Linked DNA regions of Mus musculus: region 1 is linked to region 2. Evidence: chromatin contacts called from public Hi-C data. All regions are on one chromosome and are shown on one strand. Each heading gives the region's core, a stretch centred on a gene start, on an enhancer-like site or on the middle of the called end of the contact. The rest is flanking DNA. Distances are from core to core; before and after follow the strand shown. Region 1 has its middle 32 kb from the start of Ptprq. Region 2 overlaps Ppfia2 (protein tyrosine phosphatase, receptor type, f polypeptide (PTPRF), interacting protein (liprin), alpha 2).

Evidence for each region. A called contact is a pair of places that touch in the nucleus more often than the background predicts.
Region 1: a contact with region 2 is called in a Hi-C map of cerebral cortex, with 2.3 times the contacts expected there. The contact joins two enhancer-like sites. A contact is called at or near these places in 8 of 484 Hi-C or Micro-C datasets (cardiomyocytes, cerebral cortex, cochlea and 3 more).

The regions. Positions count from the first base shown.
Region 1 is chr10:107,749,101-107,755,028 of GRCm38.p6, forward strand. No RefSeq gene overlaps it. Among named protein-coding and RNA genes, the nearest start is that of Ptprq, 32 kb to the left of the region's middle. Within about 2 kb of position 3,496, at least 36 of the 459 cell types and tissues checked have an H3K27ac peak or open chromatin away from gene starts, as enhancers often do. A contact at or near this core is called in cerebral cortex, where this site is marked.
Region 2 is chr10:106,621,805-106,628,116 of GRCm38.p6, forward strand. All of the region lies in intron 3 of Ppfia2 (protein tyrosine phosphatase, receptor type, f polypeptide (PTPRF), interacting protein (liprin), alpha 2), which reads left to right. Among named protein-coding and RNA genes, the nearest start is that of 4930532I03Rik, 22 kb to the left of the region's middle. Within about 2 kb of position 1,732, at least 6 of the 459 cell types and tissues checked have an H3K27ac peak or open chromatin away from gene starts, as enhancers often do. A contact at or near this core is called in cerebral cortex, where this site is marked.

The sequences.
Region 1 (5,928 bases), core at 2,246-4,745, 1.1 Mb after region 2:
AGAACTGTTGTAAAGTAGCTTCTGGAATTACGTGTGCAGAATTAGTGTGCAATTATAACTCCATTAGAGCAAGACCCAGATGTTTTCCTGTCTAAAGGAGACCCAACTTTAGAATTATTTTTCTTACATTTTTAAATACAAGACAATCATGTAAATAATTATATTCTAGTTCTTCTGGTTTCAAAAAAATGTTCTCCTTCTAGAAAAAAAGGTAGGAATAACTGCTTAATTTTAATTTTAATTTTTATTTCTGTGTGATGTGTAGTAAAAAAGAGTAGAGACAGCATCCAGTTTGGAGGAGATGTGTGCATTAGTTCATGTTGGTACTTACTTCAGTGTTGCCTCAACCCTACATCTCAGGAGTTCTTGAAAACATTCTTGTTTATTGTTTATGGTAAGGAGATGGATGAGAGGGAAAAGATATTTTTCATTACTAAAAATAACTCACAAGATACCATAAAAATATACCAGTTAGTTATTCTTTATTCTTTTTGAAAGTAGAGGGATATAGCTGGTTACTTACTGGTTTTGTTTAATTTGCTTTTGATTGATGCATAAAGACACAAGGGTTATACCTATCTATGAGATATTCTTCATATCATTACATGTGTCTGTTGCATAAGGTTAAACATGCCTGCCTCAAACATTTGTTACTTCTCATGGGTGAAAAACTTTAAAGTCCTGTGTTGAGTCTTTTTGAGAATGCAGTGTAGAAACACTGTCTGTGGACACTTTCCTATATGGAAGACACGACTTGATTGCAACTTGGTACCCATCAGTAAATCTCTCCCCATCTCTCCCTCTTCTCTGCTCACCTTCTGCAAAGCAATCTTTGACTTCCAATACCTATGAAAGCAACCACAGATGAGTCACATAATGTGACATTTGGGTGCAAAATGGCTGACTTTGAGTCATTTTCAGTCTTCAGTTTATTTCAATAAACTAGAGAATTCGACATGACATAGTGTCTTAAATTACAAAAAAAAAAAAAAAAAAAAGATAAAAAGATTTCAGTTTCAAGAGACTGACACTCAGTCAGCCCTCTAGATCCCTAGGTTCCATATTTGTGGGCCCAATAAGTCTCAGATCAAAAGTATTTGGGAAAAGTTGTTTTGTTCCTTAAGCAATGCAGTACTGTGTAACATTTATACTGTATTAGATATTCTAAATATCTAGACCTAATTTAAAGTATATAACAGTATACATACAGGGTATATGCAAATTCCACGTTATTTTTTATATTAGTAACTTGAGCATCAAAGACTTGAGAAGCAAGTCTCACAGCATTGTTGGGTTGAGTCTCCACAGACACAAACCCCTATTTATCACAGTCCAACAACCAACCTTGAAATGCTTCATCTGCTATGCCCTTTACCAAATTATGATCTCTTCCCTGCTTACAAATCCCATACTAGTAAGGAGTGGAGACATGTGCCATTTACATGCTCACATAGGTGTGATACCTAACACAGGAAACCATTCTTATGAATTCACCCTGATATTACTATTCCCCTTTAGTGCATCCCCTGTTTTCCCAAATGATAGACTCAAGTCAATTGCATCTTGACTGTTAGTTAATTACTGTCACAGAGACACACTACAAAATGTCTCATCCTTGATAACAGAGTGTCACCAGAGCAGTATGATAATTGATTCACTACCTGGAAAGTCAAGTATGCTTAGTTTAATCAAACACGCATATATTTAGCTTTGAAACTAAAGTATTTGACATCTTTAACCTGTGTGTGCGTGCATGAGAGAGAGAGAGTGTGTCAGAGAGAGAGAGAGAGAGAGAGAGAGAGAGAGAGAGTGTGTTAGTTCAATATTCTGTCTTTTCCATTTAGATAGATTGCTCATCCAGGAGAATGTGGAGACATTAATAAGTACCCGATACATAATGCTCTCTATCTAATAAAATTGGAAGCTTCAGTACTTTCCAACAAATAGGAAAATAATTTGCTTCTAGAAATCATTTTAATTGAATATGAAGAAAGTGTTAGAAATAAAATGAATTACCAGGCAAGTACACAAAATTACATCTCATTGTGCAAAACTATTTAACCTCACTAGATGAACGATGAGAACACCTACACACTGCTCCTGCATTGGAGGTGATCCCTCACATTTTAAAGTGACACCATCATTATGAAAAATATTTCAAATGCTGTTGATAAAATTGAAATTTAGGTAGAAAAAACATGTAAGGATAATTTCAACTCAATTTACTCTAAAAATATTTTCATCCAAGAGCTTGTGTGGCAAGCGATCTTTCATGTTAGATGCTCTTTTTAAAAAAATGTCCACCTGAACTATCAGCTGTAAAATAAGACCCTGTGTCAAAGTCAAAAGAAAGAAAGAAAGAAAGGAAGAAAGAAAGAAAGAAAGAAAGAAAGAAAGAGGGAAAGGGAAGAAAGAAGAAGAAGAAGAAGAAGAAGAAGAAGAAGAAGAAGAAGAAGAAGAAGAAGAAGAAGAAGAAGAAGAAGAAGAAGAAGAAGAAGAAAAGAAGAAGAAGAAGAAGAAGAAGAAGAAGAAGAAGAAGAAGAAGAAGAAGAAGAAGAAGAAGAAGAAGAAGAAGAAAGAGGGGGAGGGAGGGAGGGAGGGAGGGAGGGAGGGAGGGAGGGAGAGAGAGAGAGAGAGAGAGAGAGAGAGAGAGAGAGAGAGAGAGAGAGGCTGAGCTTCACATTCTTATTTCTCAAATTGCAAATGCCCTTTGGTTAAAAACAGGTCCACAGAATCCATTCAAATCAGCACCCTAAAGCAAGTTTCTTCCTACAAAATCCTCTTTGGTTACTATGAAGCAGGTGTTTGCCTTAGAGAAAACACACAGCCAGTTAAAAAGAAACAGCTAACCATCAAATCCTCAAGCCCTTCCACAAAACCGCAAAGCTTTCACACGTCTCACTTAACTGGCCAACTGATGTAAGAGTTTTGTTCTCTGCTTATCCGTCCCCAAGTCTCTGTGTAAATTAGAATGTTCACTACATATGCTACAAGTTGTGGAACGCTGGAGTGCAAACAGCTTGCTGTCCCTTACGGTGCACACTCTGATTATCTGTAAGTCACAGTGTTTACCCCTCTAGTGGATAGAGACAGACTGGTTCTTTTCAAGTACAGTTTTTCTAAATGTCCTGAGTGGAAGGCAAACGGTGAGATGACTAGGAATTTCCATGTATTGATGCCAAGGTGGACAGGAACCCTTCAAGCAGGAAGGAAAGGGCTGAAGGATTAGCTAGTCAAAGCACAAGGCTTGCACACCTGAAATGCTTGCAGCCTTGAGACCCCTCGTCTACCCTGACCCTGACCCTGTGCAGAGGAAGTTCCAGGTCTGCACCATGCACAAAGCACAATCCAGGTCCCACCTACCCGCCACCCCACCCCCCCCCCCAACCCTCCTGCCCCTTCCTCCTGCTCTCAGAGCTCTGGCTCTTCCCTAGTTATTATGCTTTCCCCGCCCACAACGCTGTCTCCCGTTTGAGTGAAAAGTCTCCATGGAGACAAGAAACTGCTGGGGGAGGAGTGGGAGGCAAGTCCCCAAACATCCCAGTGGAATTGTGTTCAGTACTCACAAGGGGAGGGAAGCGGAGGCGATGAAGGACATTACAAGTGAGAGCCTGTCATCTTATAGAAGTTGAAAAAAGAAACAGATCGCGTAGCCTAGCTTACAGTTAATTTTATACAGGTGGCTTTGTAGGTGTAAGCAAGGGAGCAGTAAAATCACCGAATCAGACAGCCCCATGAGTGGAAAGAAAGTTATTTGGGGCAATTCAAAACTGCCATGCTACCTCCCCGGCAAGAATGGTGGGAGAATCTTGGCAGTTGTTAGGGGCTATGTTGCCACGAGAGGAAGGAGAGGAAGAGGGCGTAGTGTGGGCCTTTGATTGGTTGCAAGTTTGTTTGAGTTAGTAGAGAACTAGACGCCCTTTGCAGAGATAGTGGGCATAGGGCAGATATAAAGGCAATTGCTTTCCCTGGCAAACAGAAACCCATTTTACAAGGTTTCTTAGGAATGCCAAGTTAAGTTTATCGGGTCAGAGTCCATCCACCCTGAGCTGGTCCCAACCTGTCATCTGCAATAATGTCAGCTCTGTTGCCATTTGGGGTTTGGGACCTAACAGTATGGAGCCATTGTCTTTTTTTAGCATGGTTGAGAAGTGGCATGCACACGTGTTTTCCCCTACAGCATTTTGGCAAGATTTTAACAACTACTTTTTTCTTCTTCTTCTTCTTCTTCTTCTTCTTCTTCTTCTTCTTCTTCTTCTTCTTCTTCTTCTTCTTCTTCTTCTTCTTCTTCTTCTTTTCTTCTTCTTCTTCTTCTTCTTCTTCTTCTTCTTCTTCTTCTTCTTCTTCTTCTTCTTCTTCTTTTCTTCTTCTTCTTCCTTCTTCCTTCTTCCTTCCTTCTTCCTTCTTCCTTCCTTCTTCCTTCTCCTCCTCCTCCTCCTCCTCCTCCTGTTACCTGCCTTGATTTCAATTTCCCCAATTTTCATCGCAATCACTGCTCAACTTCAATCTTCTATAGTGGAGCCCTGACACGTCACTCACTAAGGGTAACAGACCACCAACTTCTGAACTTCTGCTTTCTAGAACATTGTTCTGCGGTAGGGTAAATGCTGACCTTTTTATTTGTTTATGTCTGTACCTAGACTGGGAGCCCTGAGACAGCAAAAATGATCTGAAATCAGGCAGCTTTACAAAAGAGCCATACTCAGGTTGCTTCATTCCTGGCTGGACAGAGGGTGCTCTGCACCCTTTTCAGTCTTCAAAAAAGCAAATGGTGTTAAAGTCCCATGCTATGAGAACACTTCATTGCTATCAAATTGGTATTTTGGTTCTGATGGCTATAAGCAAATTTGGACGCCGTCAAGTGATCTAAGTAACGTTTCCTATTTATTCTTTAGAATTTCACACATGTACACCGTGTTTTGATCACCTGCACACTCCTGTTCTCCATTCTTTTTTGTATCCATTTGTTCAGCAAATTGTAACATTTTCAATAAGTGATCATTATCATGCTGAAACGAGTCAGTGGCTTTGCTAATCAACAGGCAAAAGTCTTCAATATTCCCTTGCACTTTAGAGAAGCAATAACCATCAAACATAGCAGTCAAAGTGCATAGCCCTTGACAGTGACAGTTGTCTTAGGATATTAACATGTGTGTGAATCTATTCCAGTCATTGACACTTACTCAATATTTACACAGTTATTGAATCTGCATATCATAACCACAAATCATTTCGAAGTATTTTTTGATGATACCTAGGCTTCAAAGCTTTACTGCTATTCTCTGTGTAATGTGAATATCTTAAGGCTTTGCATGATAATTTTCCACAAAGACTCAAAAGCCTTTTAACTTCTATTAAGAGCTTCTTTTCTCCTGCTGGGAACTACAGCCCCAAGATACTGAAACAGTCTTTTCTCCTTTTCAGTGTAAACAAATTGAATAAATCAGTAATTAATTTGAATTCATCTATTAAAATAAACATGTTTACCAGACTGTTTTAATTTAAAAAAAAAAAAAGAGCCTTAAAGATTAAAAATGAGACAGGTATTAAGTTAATGTTTCCCAGGCTGTATCTCTATAGGACGCTATGGAATTACCATGTGAGAAAATAAAGAAAATTAGACAAAAGAAAATTAAAGTGAACCCATAACCAGGTTGAGTTCACTGGCAAACTTGGATCTCTTATGCCACTATAAACAGATATCTTTTGTTTATCATGTGAATTAGCTTATCTGCTCCTGCCTAATAGGAGCACAGGGAGGTGATGAAGGATGAAGGAAACAAACTCTTAAACAGTGTTTGTTGAGAAAAGCTTTGATTTAAACGTAGTACGTGGAAGGCAAATGGTGAGATGACCAGGAGCATCCATGAGTTGGTGCCAACTGAGTCTTTAATTCCACTTCACCCTTAAGGACTTTAAGAGGGAAAC
Region 2 (6,312 bases), core at 482-2,981:
TTCCTGTCATGATGATAATGGACTAAATGTCTAAAGCTGTAAGCCAGCCCCAATTAAATGTTGTCCTTTATAAGAGTTGCCTTGGACATGGTGTCCCTTCACAGCAATGGAAACCTTAAAACAGTGGGTGATTTAGATGTCATTTTAAAATGCATATATCCAACATGATGTAATTAGGAATGCATGCCTCATCTCGGTTTTCAGAGCATCCAGGTGAGTTAGAACTTATTTTAAACCACTCTTAAGGGAAGAAAACTTGGGTTCAGGGATGCTAAGTCAATGTTTTATTCATTCAGAAAATAAAAAGAAAGGAATATAGTCTCGAGACTGTTTGGCATAATTGCCAGTGCTCTTAGGAGTTGGTTCAATCAGAAGTTGGTTCACTCCTTAATAGCGGTACAATCAGAATTGAAGGAAACATCCAATTCTTTGCACCTAATCAGTTCAATTAAATTAATATTTATTCATGTGAATAGGACATATAATGTAGATAACGCTTTTCAGGGCACGATAATTACATTCCTGATTGTGTACTCTGGAGATATTAGAGGGGATCATTTGCAATAAGACTTTCTACATTAGTTATGAAATGTTAATATTTGTTTCCTCCATTTATTTACGTGTTGTGAATGTCAAGTACAAGGAAGATAATTTGAATATATTATGTAGCCATATAATTTTTGATATCATAGCAGATTCTTAATTTTGTGTCTCATAACCTCTTATTAAGAAAGCTGAACAACGAAGACTTGATTGCTGTCTTTCAGTTGCCTATATTTACAGGCAGAGGTTACGATCTGATACATTTTTAAATAATTTTGCATTAGCAGGTACATTGAAGATGTGCTAGAGGTTATTCCTTCCTAAGCCGCACTTCACGTATTTCTCCTTTAGTTACTGGCATAGAATATACTTATCAAGTTTCATTAACGACATGAAAATGATAACATGACCGGAACAATAGTGATGATCAGACTAAGAGACAAAATTTGACTGGGAAAAAATAAATATAGATCTTTATAAAGCAAATAACAAGGTTTCCAGATAAGTATACCAGGTCCATGCTTCTCAGTGTTCCTATTATTACAAAGACAATAATACTTTTTTTATAATACAGTGATATGGACCTAAAATAATGCTGAAGCCTGTTTCTGAGTATTTTAAGTTCTGAGAAAGAAAAAAACGTTTTCTCTCAGTCTTATATAGCTGATATCCTTGCTTCCAAGTTCCTGAGAATGTATACAAACTTCTACCACCACAACTGCTAATGGTGGCTGTTGAGCTCCAAGCCCATCTTTATCATCTATTTCCCAAGGGAGTCTTAGCTCCTCCCGAAAGCTAGTCTCTTGTGTCGCAGATTCCCCCCTCCTCTGCTCAGTGATCATACTCTACACCTTCGGTTCTTTGCATGCTCTAGCATCATTTTCCCCCTTAGAGGTTTCCCCTTCCATGTGAATGTGTTGTTCCTTCCTCTCTTTTCATTGTTAGCAAATCCTTCACTTACCGGTTTCTTTTTGAGAACTCGTGCTGCAGAGTGATTTTATGTGCCCAGGAAAATAGTGCAGGAAATAAAGCCCTTGTTCTGGAAATGTGCAGAACTGTGTTTGGATCCCTAGAACCCACGTTTATTCTGAGCAGGCAAAGTAGCGTCCTGCATCCCAGTGCTCGAGGAGCGTACAGGGATCCCCCAGAGCAAGCTGAATTGCTAATGGAGCCAAACTGACAAGTTCTGTGCTTAGTGCTTTACGCTGCCTCACTACATACTGCGTAGTGATTGAAACGGACGTGTGCTACCAAACCTTTCTTCTCAGCACGCACACACATGGTCACATGCAACTGCACACAAACACATGTGCTCACATTATTCAGGCCCATCACGTGCTCATAATTACCAAAATTAGTGGCTTATAAATACTGCTTCTAGTTCTCCCAATTCACATTTATATTTGAACCAATAAGGTTCAGCTTTTCTGTGTTGTTCCACCAAAATAACTTCTGTATTTTAATAGCCTATTGCTAATTTTCAGTCCTCCTCATATTTGTTCTCACAGGACTCTTTGAAATTCATTTGACTGCCACCGTCTACTTGATTGACAGGACTTTAAGTACACATCCATCTTATTCTTCTTTTTGTTTTGTTTTTGTTTGTTTGTTTGTTTGTTGAGCCAGGGTTAATCTGTGTAGCCCTGGCTGTCCTGGAACTCACTCTGTAGACCAGGCTGGCCTCGAACTTAGAAATCTGCCTGCCTCTGCCACCCAAGTGCTGGGATTAAAGGCGTGCGTCACTTTCTTGTGCTCCCTGTGTCATCAATTGCTTCTTTACTTTTCATTGCTCAATGTTCAGAGTGTCTTTTCTATGAACACTCATGTCTTTACTGACCTCATCCAGTCTTTTGTTTTCAATTTATATTCAGTTGTGGCTCCAGATTTGTATATTCATCCTCCACTGTGACATTTTTATTTACTGAGTAATAGTACTCTCAAATACAGCCTGCAGAAATCAAAACACTTGGATTTTACCCAATCTCTAAAGCAATCTTTGTCTCATATGATGGCTGTTTTATCCTTCCACAGATTAGCCTGAAATTGTGAATCTCTATTAAGGACAGAAGTCTCTGATTCCTTTCCCCTTTCCATACAATCCACATCTAGTGAGCTAGGAAATTTTGCTTAATTTCATAAAATAAAAATGCATAGTAAATCAGATACAATGACATTTAATAATTATTTTATATGAAGTATGCATTAATTAATAAATTTAGAAACCTATTTTTGTTTCTTATACATCAAGTAAAAATCTTGTCAGATAAATTACTGCCAAATCTTACTTTAATAAGGTACTTGATAATCAAATAGAGTGGATTTTAAATGAAGACTTTACACCATTTTGGCTATGTGATTTTAAATATATTTGATGATTATAATAAAATAACTTTTTATATACACTAGAAAGGAAGAGATGCTTCTTCATGAGGATTTTTTGAGGTCCACACAATGGCATACAAAGTCCTTTGATGAATGTAGGTGTTGACCTATTGCCATTATTCTTAGCTGAGTTAAAAACATGACAGTGATTGGCTTTATCTTCTAAACAAAATTCTTGGGGAAAGTAAAATTAAACAGGAAATGATGTTCTTTCTACCATGGCAACGGTGGCTGTAGATATCATGAAGAATAAGAAAGAAAATGCATGAATAGGGAATTAGTGTAGTCTACAGTTGTTCCAACATTATCCTTGCTTCTATAATATTCTGATCTTTATTCAGCATGAGATGCAGAATAGAATGTTAATTCACTGTGACTGTTGTCTTTATGAACAAAGCTTTATTATTTCATGCTAACACAAAATGACCCAAGTCCTTTCCGCAGGACTGGTAACTATTTTGGCTCTTTCCTTCCTTCCATCGTTTGCATCATTTTCTTATGAAATGGCTTAAAGGAAGTGTTTTTGCATAAAGAAGACAAGAAACTACTTCTTTATTGGATATTTTCTTTATTTGCATTTCAAATGTTATCCCCTTTCCCAGTCCTCCCTGGAAACTCCCTCTCCCACCCCTTCCCTCTGCTTCAATGAGAGTGTTTTCCCACCCACCCACTCATTCTTGCCTCCCCACCCTGGCATTCCCCTACACTGAGGCATCTATTGAGCCTTCATAGGACCAAGGGCCTCTCCTCCCATCACACTTCTCTTATTCAGTGACACTTTCCCCCAATGCTTTGTGGTTGCAGAGAAATGAACTAATCTGTATATATAGGTAAGGAAGTTGATACATATAGATTAGCAAATGCTTGCCTTCCTGTATATATAACACAGCCTATTAAATATCTTAAAGACACTTAGAACTACTACATTTTTAAATTAAAATACAGACTGATATTCAGACTATAGCTAATCTTTTCTTCATTAATTCACCAAAAGCTTGCCTATTCTGTGTGAAGTTGTATCCATACCATATGTGATATGAACATAAAGATACATACTGCTGGATCTGGAAATGGATAAATACCCCAGAGAAAGTGTGAGAAAGGAGAATGAATAGCTAGCTAGCAATAACTTAGGGAGCTATCATAGTCCACATGTACTCAATCAAAATCAGTGTCCATCTGGGCTCCACCACGCACTCCATCTGGCATGATGTACAATAGAGAATAAATACTGGCAAAATTATTTGTTATCATATAGTGCTATGGTGCATATTGTAGCGATATGACATTTTTTTCCTTCCCTTTCCTTCCTCCCCTCCCTCTAGTTCTCTGGTTTTCATCCTTCATTCTTCTCTCATCATGTCCTCTTTTCACCTCTGAGTTTACCACAAACTAACAGAAAATGAGCAGCCAGTTTAATATGTTGTTTAAGTTTCAAAAATTCTCATCACCATAGCAAACTTCTGAGCTTCTTATCCATGTGCATAAATGAATGCGTTAAAGGCAAATGACTACATGAAATGGAATATGTCTTACAACTACTTTTAAAAATGTTTATTTAATTTAATTTATGTACATTTTTATATATGCCCACATGTGGTAGCCCATCCAGAGGCAGAAGAGGGTGTTGGGTTTCTTAGGACGAGAGCTGTGGGCATTAGTAAGCCTACCAGTGTTGGTTCTTGGATCTGAACTCTGAGTCCTCACTGAGCAGCACACACTTTGATTGCTGATCCATCTCTTCACAACTGCTTACAATAGTGGTTCTTAACCTTCCTAATACTACAACCCTTTAATATCTGCCTTATGTTGGTGTGACACCCAACTATAAAATTACTTTTACTGCTACAACATAACTATATTTTTCTACTGTTATGAATTGTATTGTAAATATCTGGTGTTTTCCAATGTTCTTAACAAACCCCTGTGAAAGGGTCTCTCAGCCCTCAGAGGAGTTGCAACATACAGATTGAAAACCACCAATTGAGAAGAAAATTATTTTGAAGTACTGTACAACATCTTTGAGCCGAATCTTCATATTGACAGACTACATAATGACAAGTTCTAAAGTGTTTTAGGACTCTCCTAAGTGCGAGTCTATAATAAGCATGTTAGAATGCCGTGGGATATCCTCCAAGGCAGAATGACATGGGAGATGATTGGGGGAGTCAATTAAAAGCAGTGTTGGAATTCAAAGCTCAGCTTATCAAGTTTTAAGAAACTATTATTTAGATGTATTTCAAATATTTCTTTTACCCTCGACTTCCATGAAACTTCAAGTGTCTGGGACAACTATATTTAAACTTTATAAAGTTCATATTCTTCATTTACTTCTCTCTGTATATATTCAGAATATGTTTTGCAATTGTCTGTGTATTGCAGTTGTAGTGGATTCTTTCATGCTGCTTGGAAAACAATGCTATATATTTTCTACACATAACGTTGTGCTGTGATATAGATTATTTTGCGTATCAGTGTTATACATTTATTTTATGTATGCATGGTACATACACATGGGTGTGCAGGTAAATTCACCTGCAAAATGTCAGGTGTCTTCCTCTGTCGTGCTCTACCTGTTGCTTTGAGACAAAAATCTCTTGCTAAACCATTGGCTCAGTTTTTCTATGAGGCCGACTCGCCCGTGAGCTCTTGCAACTCTCCCACTTCTTCCCCACAATGCATGTGATCCAGGCATATGAAGAAATATCTGGCTTTTTAAAAAAATCTTGGTGTGCTTGTGTTTTAAATTCAGTTCTCTAATGTTTGCAGAACAAGGGTGCTTCCTCATTGTAATAACTCCACAGGCTTTGTTATATATGTTCTTTTATTTACAAGTAAATGTCTTAATGATCTTACGATAGATTGAAAATAATCAAAGAATTAAGTTTTTTAGTATTCTAAAATAACCTTGAAAAGGTGTTTCTCAAGCTAAGGAATGATGTCAAAACATATTCACCACAACTGTGAAAATATAACTCTAAAATTCAAATCTTTTTACCAGACAAGAATGGTTTGATTATTCTTGATTGTGGAGAAATATAATACTGGCAAGATAAAAGTTTTTTCCTAATTTCACTTGGGAATTTATGCACAAGCCTACATCCAATGCCTTGAAATTCTATCAGCTGTATTTCTTGGTTCAATGCCTTTTGAAGGTTAATCTTGCCCTTTGGGGAGCTGACATCCACCTGCATTTTCTGGGACCACTCTGATGCAGACTTCTTTTGAGATACTTTTTGAACCAAATCACTTAGAATCCTGCAGGTTGCAACATTGATCAGTACTTGAAACAGTGCACTGCAATTCTTTTCTTAGTTATTGTCTATTGTCATTTACTATTGGCCCAACCAAATATAAAATAGGATCATACTGCATATATTACAATCA